Regions from separate parts of the Zea mays genome. Here region 2 is linked to region 1. The links are chromatin contacts, called in public Hi-C maps. All regions are on one chromosome and are shown on one strand. Each heading gives the region's core, a stretch centred on a gene start, on an enhancer-like site or on the middle of the called end of the contact. The rest is flanking DNA. Distances are from core to core; before and after follow the strand shown.

What was found. A called contact is a pair of places that touch in the nucleus more often than the background predicts.
Region 2: a Hi-C map of leaf shows a contact between it and region 1, with 2.0 times the contacts expected there. The contact joins the promoter of LOC100274507 here to the promoter of LOC100273515 in region 1. A contact is called at or near these places in 2 of 25 Hi-C or Micro-C datasets (leaf and tassel).

Annotation. Positions count from the first base shown.
Region 1 is chr2:46,335,305-46,340,336 of Zm-B73-REFERENCE-NAM-5.0, reverse strand. LOC100273515 reads left to right here and starts at 2,596. Exons shown (of 6, transcript NM_001360263.1): 1 at 2,596-3,080; 2 at 3,232-3,472. The coding sequence starts at 3,379.
Region 2 is chr2:46,603,105-46,608,136 of Zm-B73-REFERENCE-NAM-5.0, reverse strand. It overlaps LOC100274507, which reads left to right and starts at 2,727. Exons shown (of 3, transcript NM_001353620.1): 1 at 2,727-3,140; 2 at 3,245-3,668; 3 at 4,165-4,603. The coding sequence starts at 2,806. The coding sequence ends at 4,395.

The sequences.
Region 1 (5,032 bases), core at 1,347-3,846:
AAGTAGCTCCCTCAAGCGGTTTTGTTGGGCCTTGCCTTTACCCTCTTTAGGAAGATTCCTCTGTGATCCCTTATCTACCCAGGCAAGCGACTGACGGAAGAGCACCCATGGTGTTGTGCCCTCTCCGTCAAAAGATGATTGACTCCGGGTATGGGCTCTTCCTTCCTAGATTCTTGTGATGGCACTTGTCCCATTTTCTTCCTTGCGCAACCAAGTGATCTCGACGGGGCAGGTGAAAGACTTCAGGATGTCCTTCAGCCAAAGTGGGATGTCGACTCTCTCATCGTAGACCTCCTCGGACTTTTGGGAGAGCCAAGCCGCCACCAACACTGCGCTCGAGGTTGCCGATGGCTAGGGGGCCAGTCTTTGTGTTTCCTGAAGTGGACAGATCATCGCGTCGCAGGTAGGTGGTGACTGGGTGAACTCTATTTTAGTTTTTTTATTCCTCTCTCTCTCTATCTCTTTGATTGTTTTGTGTCGTTTTAGAGTTAGAGCTAGAGGTCTATAACCTTCATGTGGGTGTGGACAAGGTGGTTGCATTCATTCGTGCCCAGGGTACTGATCGAGGAGAGCGCCTCGAGAGTGCCTTCCCCCTTTAAATGAGCTCGAAACCAGAACACGGTCGACCATTTGAATATTGTTGGTTAACAATGATATGATTCGTGGGGCGTTCGACACGCTTTGACCATGGTGAGCCTCCCTCGTGCTTGGCTTTACAGGCCTTCACCGGAAGCGTCGCATCTAGCGACCTTTCTGATTTCAATCATGGGCTCTCGACACCGCTCACGCGGGTTGAGGTTGAGGGCGTTAAGGGCCTCGATGTAGTGTTGGGGCCTTCAAACAAAGTTAGTTGGCAGGGCACCACCCTGACCATGCCACTTTCTAGGCTGATGTTGATGCAGGGGTCACCACCGGCCTTTGCTCTCCTAAGCAGTGGGATCGGGCTTCCGGGGCCCTAATGGCTTCTACTTTGCCGATGAAGGAGAAGATAAGGCTCCTTAAAATGGATCACCGTTCCGGGAGGTCTGTTGTCGTCGTGGCTTGCCATCCGGAGCTTGGATGATCTCGTTGCGAAACGTGCAAGGCCCCTACCTAGCGCGCCAACTGTCGGTGTTTTGTATCTCGTTCCGACAAGTAAATTTATTTTGCGCGTTTCGGGCTCCAGAGGATGTGTGTGGAGGACACAAGATTTTATACTGGTTCGGGCAGAACATCCTTACATCAATCATTGGTGGCTTGCACTACTGGCACTATTGATGATCAAACTTGTAGTAACGGTTACAACAGTCGAGAGAGGGAGGAGAGGATCTCAGATCTCTTATCGGGGTGGAAGTGGAGCTTTAGAAGCTGAGAGGTGGAGTCCTAACTAAGGGCCTGTTTGTTTACCCCCATGGATTATATAATCTGGATTATTTTTGGAGGATTATATAATCTGGATTATATAATCTCGGTAGTCCTGTTTGTTTATCCAGATTATTTGAGTTGTTAATAGGATTCTTTTGTATGAGAAAGACAAGAATGCCCTCTATATTTGTACTAGGTTGAAACTCATATACGAAAAAAAGTTCAATTGACATTAGCAAATATTGCATTAGCAATATTATCACGGAATGCATTCATGTCACCTTCTTCATCCCCAAATTGACTAGTACTAGACGCAAAAACGATTCGGTGGATTATAATGACAATGGTGGGTAATTTCTAGGAAACTTGAAAGGGTAGTGGGGAAGTGAGAAAAAAATAATCTGAAATAAGCACCTCCTCACTTGCTTATGAATTATCATAATCCAAGGGGTTAGATTATATAATCTAGGCAAATAAGCTGGACTGTTTAGGATTATTTAATCCAGATTATATAATCTGGGGGGTAAACAAACAGGCCCTAAGTCTTGGCTTGGCGGGACTCCGACCTCTTGGTCCTCGTCGACGCTCCTCCTCGTGTGGCCAGTCATTTATAAAATTTAAATAATGCAATTGATATGGTATTATTAAAATTATATATAGAAGTCCGTATGGTACTGATGGTTGCAATGCGGTGGTGAAATAACTAGATTAAAATGACAATTTTTTTGTATGGTTAGCATCACAAATGGATTACAAAATCTTTTCTCGTAATAGTCTAACACACATTTGTACATAATTTATCGTTGTATTATATGTTTTCGTTGTAACGCATAATCACTCACCTAGTATAATTAAGAAAAAAACTGTTTTTGCATGTCTAGGTAGCAAAGCAACATAATATGACCGGTTTTATTTATGGATCCTATAAATGATATTTCATTGCCCTGTTTCAATATATGTACACATTATTATGTCAACACTGTACAAACATCTCTTTTTAAGAAAATATAATAATGTTAAGGTTTTTAAAAGAAATATAGATATAGACTATATCATCCATCTAAAACTAATAATGTACAAAAAAAAAAAGTACAACGCGTCCGCTGCCGAGACGACGAAGAGATAAACCCAAATGGAATGGACCACCAGAAACCAAACCGTCGTCAAGAGGATCGGAGGGAGGGCCGGATCGGAGGGGCGGGCGCTGGAAGCCACGGTCTGCTTTTAGGGTTTCTCTCCCCTCGCCGAGACAGACAAGTACTCCACCACACACACGCGCCCTACCCACGAAATTCACAAACCCACCGGAGGCACAGAAATTTCCCAGGCAAGGAAAAATCCCGTCCGAAATCCAGCGCTCCAAATCCGTTCGTCTCCTAGGCGCTCCCCCGAACCCGTCACGAATCCCTCAGATCCCCGCTGAAATCCCTCAATCCTCCGTGCTCGCCGCCGCCGCCTCCTCCCTGCGACAGCCGCGGCCGCGGATTTCCACCCGAGGGTTTCGTCTCGCTCTCGCTCTCTCCGCTCTACTGCCTCCACAGATTGGCGCGACCGACCCGTCATCGAGGACCTTCTTCCGCCCGAGAGGCCGGGGCTCCTCCCGCGGAAATTCACTCTCGTTCAGAGGCGGCGCTCTCCTCTTCATCGCCGCCCCCGCGCTCTGCTTGTACTGGAGTGGCGCGGGGTGGAGATCCACCCGGGCGTGGATCGATTCCTCTTCGTTTCTTCGTTCGGTGGTGAGTAACCCTAGCTTGGATTGTTCAAAGGATTTCTGGATTGTTCAAAGTATTTCCTTTGGTTTCATGTACCTACGGATTTGTTCTCGACGTGATAGTCTGCTAATACAATCTAATCCGTGCATGGCCTGATTAGTTTTTTATCCTTTAGGCGCGGAATACCAATCTATAGAAGTGCACGAGGAGTTTTTATATCCCCGATTTTTAGGGGGTTCAACTGAACTCCCATGCCCCACGCTAAGTCCGCCCCTGGTGGTGGTGGACTGAATTGGTGGACACTGTTGATTTTGTCGTGGGCATGGAGCGAAGTGAGCCCTCGTTGAAGCCAGAATGGCTGCTGCGGCCCACAGTACCTGCCACGACCCATAAGCCGGTGACTTCGCCCCGCGCAGGTGAGCTTGTCATCTAAATCCCTACTGTCTGTTTATGGCTATGGATAGCATTTGTGTGCGATTCATTGCAGTTTACATTTATGGATGTTACGTCAAGAATTTGCAACAGATAGATTTATGGTGACACTGGATAATATTAGAGTGCAGTTATCCCACTGGTGCCTAGATTTTTACATGCCAAGTGGCGCCTCTTTTGTGCATGGTAGAATCTTTTAAAGCAAGCTTTCCGTTTATGCATTGTTTTAATCTGTCATTGCGGTATATCAGCGATATTTACATGTGAAGTGTTCTACTTATTATGCTGCATGTAAATCAGGACGGTTTGTGGTGGTCCATGTTATCTCATAAGTTTTGCTAACTATGGTAACTTTTGAGGGAGCTCTTAGGGAGTCATTGCTTTGGATATCAGCCTTGCCCTGTATATTAAGAAACTGAAGTTTATCAGTTTTCTATGATAATGTAACTGTACTGACTATTATGAAGTTTGGGGTTGTTTGTAAGGAAAATTTTCTGTTTGGAGTAAATGGGGTCTTCGTATAAGCTTGGAGGTGGTTCCAAGCATTGTTTTTTTGCTTGTTTGTTAGCCCTGTTTTGGTGATGCCTTTGTGGTGCGGGTAGTGGCAAGCCATCAACCTCTACCTTGGTGTGAGCAAGGGTTAGGAACAGTTGATACACATGATTCTGCGGCTGTGAGAACACACTTGAGCTCCAACCATCAGTGGTGTAAATCACATCAGTTGCCTGCAAGATAATCATCCTGTGCTTTCTGTATTTGGGTTTTCTGCTTATATTCTTGCCTGCCATATACTCGTATCATGTAGTGCCCCATTATATATGCAACTACATTTACTCCGTGAAATCAATGTTTCATTGGGAGCTAAGAGAAGTTTTGTAGGTGGGTTAGACATGCCTGCTGAGTTTGCTCATCTACAAAAATACAGTATGGACCAGCTTAGGATGGAGGCCCTAAACGGCTTTCAATCAATCTTTAAGTGCTGTGTGTATGGGTAGAAGTCGAGCAGTGCAAGATTAGGCTGTCTCCAGCAACGACCCCTAAATTTCATCCTCTAAAGGAATATTCTCTGTCCTTTATAACACTCTAAAAGATTCCATCCTATATATTTTCATCATCTCTAGCAACATTCTCTAAATTCGGTTCTATATATCTATAGTGTTACCAAATTTCACAATATACATTGTTTTGTTAACTGGTCGCTTATAAAAAATCGAATATGCTACACTATATATTCATTTAATGGTGGAATTAGTATTCATTCATATTTAACCAAACAACCAGACATTTGTATTGAATTTTTTACTTGTCGGCCATGCAAACAAAAAACCATTAATGTGCTGTCGAAATTGAATTATGGACTAATTAAAATAATTATATTATGTAATCTACATTACTAATCCTTATTTACTGATGAAAATGTTATTCGACTATATTTTGTAAAATAAATTCGTATTACACACGTATATACATAGTTCGTGTTCGTGTCTCTATTTTCCTTCTCAAACAATTCGTCGAACGAGTGGACTGCATTGCTTGGGGAGTTG
Region 2 (5,032 bases), core at 1,478-3,977, 270 kb before region 1:
GCAAGCAAAACGCTTAGGCCCCTCCTCTCTTCAGGATTTAGGGCGGGTGCAATCCGCCACCCGGCCGGGGAGATTTCCTCTTTGACAATTATCCAAGAAGCCAAGGCAGTAGGCTGCAAGTGGGTGTACAAGACCAAGCGTGACTCCAAAGAGAATGTAGAAAGATATAATGCTAGACTTGTGGCCAAAGGGTTCACACAGAGAGAGAAGGCATTGACTATCATGAAAACTTCTCGCCTGTCTCAACGAAAGATTCATTCTGGATCATTATGGCATTAGTGGCCCATTTTCATATAGAGCTCCATCAGATGGATGTAAAGACAATATTCCTAAATGGAGAGACAGTAGAAAACATGTTCATTGCACAAACAAAGGGTTTTGTTGTGCGCGATAAAGAACACATGAGATGTCACTTAAGGAGGTCCATTTATGGATTAAAACAAGCCTCCAGACAATGATATATCAAGTTTGATCAGACTATCAGAAAGTTTGGTTTCAAGGAAAACAAGGAAGACAATTGCATTTATGCAAAGTATATCTTCCTTGTTCTATATGTCAATGACATACTTTTAGCTAGTAGTGATAAGGATCTACTGGTGGAAACAAAAAGTTTTATTTCCTTGAATTTAGAAATGAAAGATATGGGAGAAGCCTCTTATGTTATAGAAATAGAAATTCATAGAGATAAACAAAAGGGAGTATTAGGACTCTCACCGAAGTCATACATAGAAAAGTACTAAAGAGGTACAATATGCATCAATGTAAGGCCACGTCTGCGCTAATAGTCAAGGGTGATAAGTTTGGGAATCGTTAGTGTCCCCAGAATCAATGTCAGAAAGATCAGGTGAAGTCAGTACAAAATGCTTCTACTATCAGAAGCATTATGTATGCTCAAATATATAATCGCCCTGATTTAGCATTTACTACCGGGATGTTTGGGAGATATCAGATCAACCCAGACATAGAATGCTGGAAAGCAGTTAAGAAGGCTCTAATGTACCTGCAAGGCTGCAAGGTACTAAAATGTCTCATGCTAACATACAGAAGATCTAGTTCCCTACGAATAGTTAGCTATGCAGATGCTGACTGATGAGGTTGTAAAGATACACTGAAATCTACTTCGGGGTATGTATTTACACTCTCTGGGGGAGTTATTTCTTGGAAGAGTTACAAACTGACAACGAGAGCATCATCGATAATGCACACTGAGTTTGTAGCCATGTATGAGGCAAATGGGCAAGCAATATGGATGAAGAAATTTGTACCTAGATTAAGACTGATTGATAGCATAGAAAGACCACTGAGAATTTACTGCATAATGAGCCATCAATATTTTACTCTTATAACAACAAGTCAAGTGGCGCTGCCAAGTTCATTGACATTTAGTGTTATGTTGTTGAGGAGAAGATTCATGATCAAACCATATAACTTGAGCATAACAGAATATAGCAGATGCTAGCGGATCTACTCACAAAAGACCTTCCACCCAACATGTTTAGACAACACGTAGCCGAAATGGGTTTAAGGGAGTGCCTATGATCTTGAATCATAGGGGCTACATATTGCAACCCAGTAAAGTATCTTTTCGTTCTGAAACAGGGGAGCATGTTGTATTCAATGAGTGTGGTGATACTTAACCGGTCATTATGATGCATTGGTCTCTATATATAAACTTGTCGAGGGATGGAATCTAGAAAAATTGAGTAGAATGAATATAGAGAACAAAGGAGAGATTGTTGGGTATTCTCTCTAAAGTTGGTCATTAGAGATTGGATTGGGCTTAACCCAACTAACCATCTCCTTAATCCGGTACTTGATTGGGAGGGCCCACGTTAACCTCAGTTGGAGCCCCCGGTCACACGACGCTATATAAAGGATTAAGGGATCGCAGGAAAGCCAACGTTAGTGCCTCGCCCTAAACCCTAATCTCTTTAGTAGTTAGAGAGTGGGGAGCAGGATAGGAGCGGTGGGAAGCATGTTTTTTTGGCTCGCACTTTCTAGTACAAAATAGAGACTAGATACACTCCACTCACATTATAGGGCAATTCAACTTTTTACCATTTAATTTTGTGGGAATGATTTTCGCTGGGAGCTGAACAAAGTTGTGTGAAATCTGAGAAACGCCCTCTAAAATTTGCGACAAAGCTTTTGCCTTTTCTTTAAAAAAAATTCTAGGCAAGTGAAGAAAACGAAAGTTCTCACCAAGTGGAAGTGTAAGACTACCCGTATCGCATGCCGCATGAGCTCCCCTCCCCTTGCATGCCGGCTACAGTACCTCCCCGCACGCGCATCGTTGCTCCCTACAAGGCCCCCAGGCAGTGGACCGCTTCTCTCTCCCATGTTCCTGGCGTGGCATTACTCATCCATTCTAGCACTGTTTGTTACCGTAGCCGTGGACCCGCTAGTAATTGTTAGTAGAAGAAAAATTGATATTTTATGGTTGTAATGTGGTATAGAAGAAGAAAATAGAGGAACCACTGAGGGAGATTAAAAAGTAGAGAACGTAATGTTGATGAAGTGACGCAAAAAATGATATAGGAGAAGAAATTTAGAGGTAATAGCTAGTCCGCTACAGATAGCCTAACTCGTGACGCCAAAAACTCTAATACTGCGATCGAGTCCACATCGCCTGTCCACCAGTCCAGAGTCCACCACCACGTTTGGCCGTTTGCAATAGACTAGTGCATAAATCGACCGGCACGGGCTCATCACCGCTCAAGCAGTCGCCGCACCCCCTCTCTGTCTCTCGCATCTAGTCTAGACGTTGTACTGCAGCGGCAGCGCACCACATCTGACCCTACCAACATGGCATCCGCGGGGACGACGGCGGTGGTGCCCGAGGTGGCCCTGCGGTCGGGCAACGCGAGGACGGCGATGCCGATGGTCGGCATGGGCACGGCGTCGTTCCCTCTGGTGCACGAGGCCGTCAAGGACGGCGTGCTCTCCGCCATCGAGGTGGGGTTCCGCCACTTCGACACGGCCTCCATGTACGGCACCGAGAAGCCGCTGGGCGACGCCGTGGCCGAGGCGCTCCGGCGCGGGACCCTGCGGTCCCGGGAGGATCTGTTCGTGACGTCCAAGCTGTGGTGCTCGCAGAACCACCCGGACCTCGTGCTGCCGTCCCTCCGGGAAACACTCAAGTAAGCCGCTAGTCCGTCCCTATCGCCGCTGCAGTTGTAAATGGAGCTTTCTGAAATACAAAACGATCGATCCTTGTCTCGTGCGGCTCGTGCCGTGGGAGCAGGAACCTGCAGATGGAGTACGTGGATCTGTACCTGATCCACTGGCCGGTGTGCCTGAAACCGGGGCCGCCCGAGCTCCCGACCAGGAAGGAGAACGCCGTGCCGCTGGACCTCGCGGGCGTGTGGCGCGCCATGGAGGAGTGCCAGCGGCTGGGCCTCGCCAAGGCGATCGGCGTGAGCAACTTCACCACCAGGCACCTCGACGGGGTCCTGGCCGTCGCCACGGTCCCGCCCGCGGTGAACCAGGTGGAGCTGAACCCGGCGTGGCAGCAGCGGACGCTCAGGGCGTACTGCGCCGACAGGGGCATCCACGTCGCGGCCTACTCGCCGCTGGGAGGGCAGAACTGGGACGGGCAGGGCAGCGCCGTGCTGGACTCCGAGGTGCTCGCCGCGATAGCCAAGGCGAGGGGGAAAACCGTCGCGCAGGTATGCTGCTGTTTGCCCGGCCGATGAGGTTTGGTTGATCATGTGTTTGTGTTTGCGTTGGTCTCGATCTCTTGGTGCCGTGCCGCTATGTCAAAAAAGTAGTTTCAAGGTTGTTTCTAGAAGGATATGGCACGTGGGGGCATTATTTATTATTATTACTATTATTTTGTATATTTAATCTCTTCTTCTGAACTTTCGATGACTTCATTCGAGTTTAGCGTCAACAAGACAACCCTGTTTCAGCACTAACCCACCCTGCCACCCACCTGTTTCTGGTTGTGGGACACGACAAGACGTCCCTGACGTCCTCCATTATCCCTACAATTTTAAGGGATAATTGGAACAACATTTAGATAGTCTTGTCTTAACTATTGATCCTAAACCAAACAACCTTATTTGGAACTTATTTTAGTGTCAACACAAGACAACCCTGTTTCAGCACTAACCCACCCTGCCACCCACCTGTTTCAATGGTGGCATGTCTTCCTTTGCTCAGGTGGCGTTGCGATGGATACATGAGCAGGGAGTGACATGCATCGTCAAGAGTTACAGCAAGGAGAGGCTGAGGCAGAACCTTGGGATATTCGACTGGGAGCTGACCGACGAGGAGCGGCTCAAGATCAGCCAGATCCCGCAGAGGAAGGTTGTCCAGACTAGTAGCTTGTTCTCGCAAGAGGGTGAGTTCACGGCTGTTGATCCAGCGGAACTTAATATTTTAGAGGAATAGGGGGAAAATGACCCGCCACACATACACTGCATCAGTGTTGCTGCATACAAAAGTGTATTTCGTAGACCATTTGAATAAGGCTGTTGGAAACGGTGACATCTAGTGCTGTTTGGTTTCGTTGCCGGGACGGTAACATCAACAGTTAATGCTGCAATCCATTAACGGAACGGAGGGGAATGGATAGCGCTCGTTTATGAGTGGTTTCATTACTGTATAAGGCCTTGTTCGTTTGTATCGGATTGGTGGGTCGGAACGATTCCGAGCCGGATTGCTTCTCTAATTTATATAAACTTTGATTAGTCGGAACGATTCCGGGTACAATCCGATGTAAACGAACAAGGCCTAAGACTGTTTCAGCAACATTTACTAAATTTCATTTTCTAAGGTTTAGTTTGAGAATTCCATTTTACTAACGCTCCGTTTAGATCATTGGAATTGAATTCCATTCTAACAATAGTAATTTAGGAATATATCAATTAAGCTAATTCGGTGTTATACAAAATATATTTATATACTATTATTAGCAATATATCGGAGATATTTATGTGCTGCTTTTGTACTATAGAGGAGTGAGACAAATAGTGTCATGTAAGTTACAGAGTAGAAACAAATTCTACTAATGTATAAAATCATTTCC